2 separate regions of the Triticum aestivum genome follow, and region 1 is linked to region 2. The links are chromatin contacts, called in public Hi-C maps. All regions are on one chromosome and are shown on one strand. Each heading gives the region's core, a stretch centred on a gene start, on an enhancer-like site or on the middle of the called end of the contact. The rest is flanking DNA. Distances are from core to core; before and after follow the strand shown.

Region 1 (3,996 bases), core at 1,376-3,875, 180 kb before region 2:
GAGGGAACCTGCTTGGGCTGGAGCAGTGTGGCTTAGGAGATTGAATGAGTTCAGAGAGTACTTCCGTTGGAGATAATGAACATACTGCAAAATGGGAAACAAGAATTAACAGAATTTCAAGTGGGTCCTCTTTACAATACATGATAAGAACAAATAACAGAAGGGCAGCAAACATAATCAAATAGCATGCAGTCATGAGATTAAACAACAGAATGCAGTGCATACTCAACACTGGAGTGATAATGTTGGTAATGTCTGTAAACATTATAAAATACCATGACGGCACAAACATTGGCCTCTTATTTGATCAATGTTTCAAGTCCTCTAATAGATTGTCTTTCAACAGCAGGATTCTATTGGCTTGAAGATATATGCAAATCACCATACAGTATAGGTATTTCAACTTACATATTGCTGGAAAGCTGTGCTCCAAACAGCTATAACAGCTGCAAGCATGCCTTTTGCATTCACACTGACATCAGTAACAGTGCAAACTGCAACGCCTACAAGCACAACCATTATGCTCAGCTTTGTGTCCCGTGAATAATGTACACGATCAAAGACAACCTCCAGAAGACATGATGCGGGTATCATGCACAGCTTTGCTATCTGAACAAAAGAAAAGAATTAATTAAGAGCTAATAATGCAGAGATACATAGCTTAGGTAATAGAAAGTCAGAAACTACACTGACCTGATAAAACCCCACAGAATTCCACATCAAGCTCACATTCATGCCAACGATCGACAAATTTGAAAAGATTACAAACTTAATCAGATCTGGTAGCGGTAAGTGAGAGGGCTGGCTCAGGCCTAACCACCGAAACACAATAGTCATCAAGGTCGTTGTCAATAAATGAAGGCCAGTTAATGTTGTGGCTGCAAAAGGGGTAAATCAGAAATCAGTGAAATGGCAGGAGTTTATCCAAGTTTTAACGTATGTGCAGATTGTTGAGGGTCAGTGCAGAAACCTCATTGAACTTGCAAGTAATTGCTAACAATAGATCATATTAAATTAGCATGCTTCTTATGTTCAACAGACATATCTCGAGTTTATGCCAAGCAAGTTAACATAGCAACAGACACCTAGGATTGCCTAACAGTCAAATCCCTAACTCTCAGATCACTATAAAAGTAATCTAGTTGAAAAAAACTATTATGAGTTGGTCAAATGCTGACATACTCATCTGTAATTAAAGATTTATCAACAAAAGAGCATCTAGAATTTACATGGATGGAATTTGCAGTACCAATTCGGGATCACAAAAGGTTTAAAATAACTTCCTGGCCCCTTTGTACACTAAACTCAGCAGAGCAATACTAATGCGCAATTCAGAAGGAGAAGCCTACGGTAGTCAAATTGAAGTCAGACAGAAATTGAAAGATACAGAACAAAATACAGCATAACATAATCCTACTCACTGCCAAAAGTAAAGAACAAGATGTCAATAGATTGACTTAATGATGTATGTGACTGCATAATTCTTCACCAAAGCTAAAAACATACCAAAACTGAATCCATGTGTAGCCATTAAGGCTTTGTTGACCATGATGATCCCAACGGATGAGGTGATATTGAAACCCCATGCTGCAAAGTCTAAGGCGGCCTTCTTGTCGGATTTTCTCGGAGAACCCATCTCTATCTTCACAGGTTCAAATCAACACTTGGTGAGCTACAGTCTCTGAGGCACAAATGCCATCCACACAAGATATAGAGCCCAGGATTTAACTGCAGTAAGGAATTAAAGCCATTTCAGATGATTAGACAGTGAACAAAGATGGTGCTGCTTGCACCTGAGTTAAATAAAATGCCCCAAGATTAAGCAAAAAGAATTCTAAACAGCGCACACTACTACAATTTACCTGAGCCCTACTGGTTCTGAACGCAATTAGCAACATATGATACAGGAGCCCTACAGTTTCCTTGTGCTACGCTAAAAACAAGCCTGCTCATGCCCGGATGCAGCTACTCATGAGAACCGAATGCTCTTCCTCCACGGAATAACAGCAACAACTGCTCCAACGACGTAGCTCTAACCCCAAAAAGTCCCTCCTAGCCCAGTAATCCACCCGTGAGTCCGAATTCGTATCTCTACTTGCAAACTGATAGACAACAAACACTATGCTACGCAGCAACCCTACTGATCCCGAACGCTCTGCTGCACACAACCCTGCTGATCCCGAACGCTCTGCTACACACAACCCTGCCTTGCTCGTAGTCCAGATGCTCCTCCACGGAGCCCCATCAGGGAGTACTCCAGGAGCGCAACTCCACACCCCGGAAACCCTCCTAAATCCAGCAAACCGACCAACGAATCCGTCCCCAAATCGCAGCTGCTCGCGCCAAAAACCCACGCCAGATCGCGGCCCCGAAAAGGCTGCGGCGGAAGGTAGTGAGGGCGAGGAAGAATCCTTACTCGAGAAGCGCGGGGCTCGATCCCTCCACCCGGAAATGGCAGATCTCCCGGCGCTCTGATCTGAGATTTGGGGTGGGAGGGGTGGTGTGTCGCCGGGGTGGGGGGTGTGGTGTTCTGTGTGAGTGTTTCGGTTTCTTCCTCGCCCCCCTTTTTTTATTTTTGTTTATTTTTTTTCCGCGACGCTCACAACTACCTTCGCATCAGATCTGCCCCCCTTTTTATAGGCTGCCGGATGCACGCATTTTTGTGAGTCCAGAGTTTTATTTACGCTAATCTTAGGGTTGTATCGCTAAATTCTCCTCGGTTGAATCGCCACGGTTTGGTTTTCATGAAGGTGACAAGAACTCCATGAAGAGAAAACAATAACAACGTGAGAGGAATATGCAAGGTGTCATACATTAAGAAAAATGAACGTCCCGTTAGGGTTAGCATCATTTTCACTTCTCACTCCAAACGACTTGGCACGGCAGTGATACTCCTTTATTGACGCCAAGTTTGTTTTGCATCGGAATAACGTTATATTATTTAGAAGGTGTTTGTTTCAGCGAGTTTTGCCCGTTATCCCTTTACGCCGTAATGGGGAAACGTTACTTGTGTTTGTTTAATGGACACCGTAAACACATTCCCTCGTAAACGGGTCCAGCCCAGTTATCGATCGATACCGCCCACCCCCCACCGGTAATTGCGGTACCGTTCCCTCCTCTCCCCGCACGATCCCTTCTTCCTCCCCTCCCGGCTCCCGAGACACTCCTCCGCGCACGACCCCCTCCTCCTTCCCCTCAAGCGCACTCCTCCCCGTCACGCCCCCTCTTCCCCCTCCTCGTTCCCTGCCGCCGAGATCGGAGTAGCCGATGGCGTCTGTGATCGGAAAGTGCTGGCGGCGCTTGACATCGGAGGCTGCCAACAGCGCACGTGCTTGGGGATGGCTGGCGGCGCACAAGACCCGAGCATCAGGCGGTGCACAAGACCCGAGCGTCCGGCAGCGCTTGATCCCGGGGCTGTCGGCGGCGCTTTATTTCGCAGACGACCGGCGATGCACAAGATCCGAACGGCCAATGGCGCTTGATCTCGAGGGCGGACGGCGGCGGTTGATTTCGAGGACGGCTAGCGGCGTTTGAGATCCTGGTTGGCTGGGGTCAAGCAAGAGCAAGCCATCTACGGGGAGGATGGCGGCCGGCGAGCAACAAGGCCGAGCAAGAAGAGCAGAGCGATGGTAATCGATTCCTTTACCTGAACGTGAACCAAACAAACTTGCAAAAAACTGATTACACCTCCTTAAACGCCGTGATCTGATTACGTTAACGTTGCCTTCACCATTTATGCAGCCAAACACCTCCTTAGTAAGTTAAGTTTAAAAATGAAACATCTAGTAAGTTCCATCCCAAAAAGATCTTGCTCAATATACTAGAGTTAAGAATTAGCCACACAAATAAAAAAGGGTGGTAAGAACATCTCCGATAACTCCCTTTGTTTCCTTTATATCAAGGAAGTTCGGCAAATTTTTTTGCTTCAATAGCTTCATTTTGTTCATTTTTTACCCAATACTCCCCTCAAGACCATGGCGACCACGTTTCACCCCC
Region 2 (3,937 bases), core at 118-2,617:
GAAAATCTAAAGTGCGTCGGTTGCGACAACTGATCAGAAGCACCAATCGGATAGCAATCCTCGGCAGAAAAGTCTCCAGACACAAGCAGCTCCTTCCTAACCAAGACCTGATTTGGTGGAGGAGCTTTGCGTTGACGAACCCTAACTTCCCCCCTCTCTCCAGAGTCGATTTGATCCCCTGAGAGAGGAGCCGGAGGCGGAGGTGGGGAAGTCTTAAATTACTTGTCTTAGATTTATGTAGATACAAATATATTTAACAGTAAAACATGTCTAGGCGAACCAACCTAGAGGGACAGTGGTATCCCCAGCCCACCAGGGTTCAAGTCCCGGTGCTCGTATTATTACTAGATTTATTTCAGGAATTCCGGCGATACGTTTTCAGTGAGAGGAGACGTTCCCATCGACGGCGAGGCGCCTACGCTAACTTCGTAAATCTCAAGATGATATGCCGGCTCAGTCTCTCGAAATTACTCATAGAGATATAGTGTGCATGTGTGCGGTTCATAGTGGTAAGTTTATGTGCGTATGTATGAGCGCTTGTGTCTGTATTGTGTTAAAAAAACATATCTAGATACGAATTATCTAAGATAAGTATTCGGGACGAGGTTACTTGTTTTGGTTTTTACTTTGTTTTTAGCCTTCTTTGCGCGGAGTTTTCCTAGCAATTTAAATACGTGTCCGAGAGAAGAGTGTGCTCGGATTTATTTGAAGCGTCGTGTTCGTAGATACCGACGGTCCGGAGAGAAGGGGGACAAAAGCGCAATCGGATCGCTTCGGGTGCAAGTGCATTTGTTTACTTGCATCGCGTGCGTCAACAAACCCTTTTCGCGTGCACGTGAGAGGCTGGAAAGAATCGGACGGGCTCGTTTGCATCGACGCATCCTCTGAACCATTATTAATCCCGTATTTTATCAAGGGGTTGCTTAGGCTCTAGATTAATTATTGATGACACTAACTTTTGATTTGTCGGTGCAGATACCTTTACTCCATCAGAGGAACAAGTTTTAAATAAACAGATTTTAAGATATCTGTCGCAAAGGTCTGGGTGGTGTGGTTGGTTATCACGTTGGTCTCACACACTAAAGGTCCCCAGTTCGAACCTGGGCTCAGACAGTCAACCTTTTTTATGTTTTTTTGCTCCAGAGAGAGAGCATAGATTTTACAAAAATCTGATCAAACTTGGCATGCTTCTTCTTGCATTCAGAGAAGCATTTCAGAGAGTGAAAGTAGCAGCAGTGGTACAACAGTGGGTAGGAACACATGATACTAGATGGTTCATGTCTTATACTCCCTCCATTCGGAATTAGATGTCGCGACTGCTTTTTTGTGAAAACCCCCCTCATCTATCTCCGACCAAACCCGCGGTCCTCGCCCTCACTTTCTTCTCCGGCTGGCCGCCGCGGTCCGCTCTGTGCTGTTCTCCGGCTCGCCGCCGCGCTCTCCCCCCCCCCACCATGGATTCCGCGCTCTCCTCCCCTACCTTCGGTGGCCTCGCCGCGCTCCTCTCCTCCTTCCCGCGGCGAACTTGCAAAAAGGTTGGACCTTTGAGTTCAAGCCGGCGAAGGATTCCGTCGATGCGAGGCCGAAGGCGCCAGATCCAGACCACTACCAACACGATGCCGGCAGCAACCTTCCCACAAGCAGCGGCCATGGCGTTTCCGCCCCGTCGGTGGCGGCCGCCTCGCCGTCGGCCTCGGCCGTCCAGCTGGAGCCGCGGGTGGAGCAGCACTGCAGCGGGAGGGCGGGTACTGGGTGCTCAAGGAGAAGTACCACACCAGCCTCAGCTCACCAAGCTGCCCATGGAGTAGATCGACGCCGACAAGCTCACCAAGGAGGACGTCGATATGCGACTCAAGTGGCTCGGCCTCTTCCTCAGCCGCAAGCAGCAGTGTATGCCCCTGCTCTGTCAAGGTATACTCTGAATTCTGAATTTTTATTTGAACTCTGAATTTTTATCTTGTGGCACCATAAGAGATACTCTGGATTTTGATGTTCCTGTCTTCAAACTGGCAATGTTCTGAATGAAACCATCGATCTCAGCATTCAGGTTCTTGATTATGATTAGGAAAAAAGAAAGAAAGAAAGAATACGTTTGCCTAGGTTCTTGATTATTTTTAGCCTTGCTGTTAAGCTTTGCTAATTGCTGCCCATGTGGTGGTGGTGGTAACTGAAGTACTGAACCCCCGTGAATTCCTGGGTCAATGCTAACCTTTGCCCAGCTCCTACTTTTGCTGCACTGATCTGACTGACTGAGATCTGCCTTGTGGGATCCTCCAGCAACCAACCGCTTTGCTTCAGTTGCTGCATGCTTAGTACAGCAGCAGCACTCGGCCGTTCCACTGGTTGGTGTCTGTGACTGACAGGGTGACAATCAGCCAGGATCAAGCAAGCAGAGAGCAAATTTTCCTAACAATGCAAGAGCATTGCATTGGACCCCAGCCTCAGATATAGATTGTCCGTCCTTCATCTTCGTCCGGCCAGCGCTCTTGGATCGCAGGAATAAGTTTCTCACACATGTAAAAGCTTTGTTTCTTTTACAATTCCTAGATAAGTGGAACAGTGGAATGACATTTGGCATTCAGGACATATCTGCATCATTGGAAGCAAAATGTTCCACCGAACAAAACTGTTCCTAGCAAATCAAGAGCATCGATCAGGAGCATCAAATGTTCCACTTATTTTGCATTCAGAACATATCTGCACATTGGAAGCAAAATGCTAGGAATTGTAGTGGACTAGGAACAGTGGCACCAAATGTTCCACTTATTTTGCATTCACAACATATCTGCATCTACTCCCAAATTCTATACTGAACAAAACTGTTCTGTACTGAATAAAACTGTTCTGTACTGAATAATTTCTTGAAGTGCATGTGAATACCAGCAGCAGCAACTACTCCAGCATTCAGTATTGAGCTTCATTGGGTATTCAGTGTAACTGTGTTACCAGCAACACTCAGTATTCAAGTTCTGTTTAATCCAGTTTTGCTTTACAATCAAACAGGGAGAGGAATACCAGCAGCAATTAAGTTCTCTTTAATTCAGTATTCAGTACAGAACATCAAGTACTCCAGAACCAAACTACTTTCAGTACTCCAGTTTTGCTTCTACTCTTTCAAGTATTCAGTATTCATGATCTTTAATTCAGTATTCAGCTTTACAATCAAGTTCTCTTTAATTCAGCAGCAGCAACAACAGAGGCGGGGGCGGGGAATACCAGCACCAACAGAGGCGAGGGCGGGCGCGACCTTCGGAGGAGGGCCAGCACGGAGAGGAAGACCCTGGGCTTGGAGGAGAGGTTGAGCAGGGCCAATGCGGCGATGAAGACCCTGGGCCAGAGCAGCGACGAAGACCCAGCGCCGCGACGGCGTCCAAAATTGTCCGCGGCGACGGCGGCCAAGGCGGACCAAATCGAGGACCTAGTCGTCGATTTACTGCTTCTTGGCACGATTCAGAGGGAGGTGACGAAGAGGAAGAACTTTAGGAGCAATCCCGCTGCTCAGGTAGGCGAGGGCACACCCATGGCGGCTACGCAGCTGGGCGGCGGCGCAAGGCGCCTCCGTGAAGGTCCTGCGCGTCTCCTCCGCGACGACGCAGGTCGTCTCCTGCACAGGCGGCTGGGTCCTGGGTCCTGCGACGCGCGGAGACTCTCTCTGGGTGCTGAGGAGAACGGGGGAGGAAGACGGGGGATAGTGGCCGGAGCCGGCGACGCGTGAGCGACGGTGGAGTAGTGAGGAAGGAGACGGGGGCGTTTTTTCAAATGATTCAAAAGTATAAGGACATGTTTGCAAAATGCATAATGTACAGCAGTCGCGACATCTAATTCCGAACGGAGGGAGTAGATGACAGCTGCTGCATGATTTGCACATGACACGCCTGCGTATGCAACATGTACTACACACGATTTTGCATCACAAAAGCCATCAGACAGACACACT

The links. Hi-C and Micro-C count contacts between places; a contact is called where the count stands out from the background.
Region 1: a contact with region 2 is called in a Hi-C map of leaf, with 6 times the contacts expected there. The contact joins the promoter of LOC123111294 here to the promoter of LOC123111293 in region 2. A contact is called at or near these places in 2 of 5 Hi-C or Micro-C datasets (both in leaf).

What each region holds. Positions count from the first base shown.
Region 1 is chr5B:265,853,746-265,857,741 of IWGSC CS RefSeq v2.1, reverse strand. It overlaps LOC123111294 (UDP-rhamnose/UDP-galactose transporter 6), which reads right to left and starts at 2,625. Exons shown (of 6, transcript XM_044532051.1): 1 at 2,417-2,625; 2 at 1,507-1,728; 3 at 694-878; 4 at 409-609; 5 at 1-84. The coding sequence starts at 1,636.
Region 2 is chr5B:265,673,858-265,677,794 of IWGSC CS RefSeq v2.1, reverse strand. It overlaps LOC123111293, which reads left to right and starts at 1,367. Exons shown (of 2, transcript XM_044532049.1): 1 at 1,367-1,911; 2 at 3,183-3,937. The coding sequence starts at 1,845. The coding sequence ends at 3,715. TRNAV-CAC (transfer RNA valine (anticodon CAC)) reads left to right here and starts at 1,040; the gene lies at 1,040-1,113.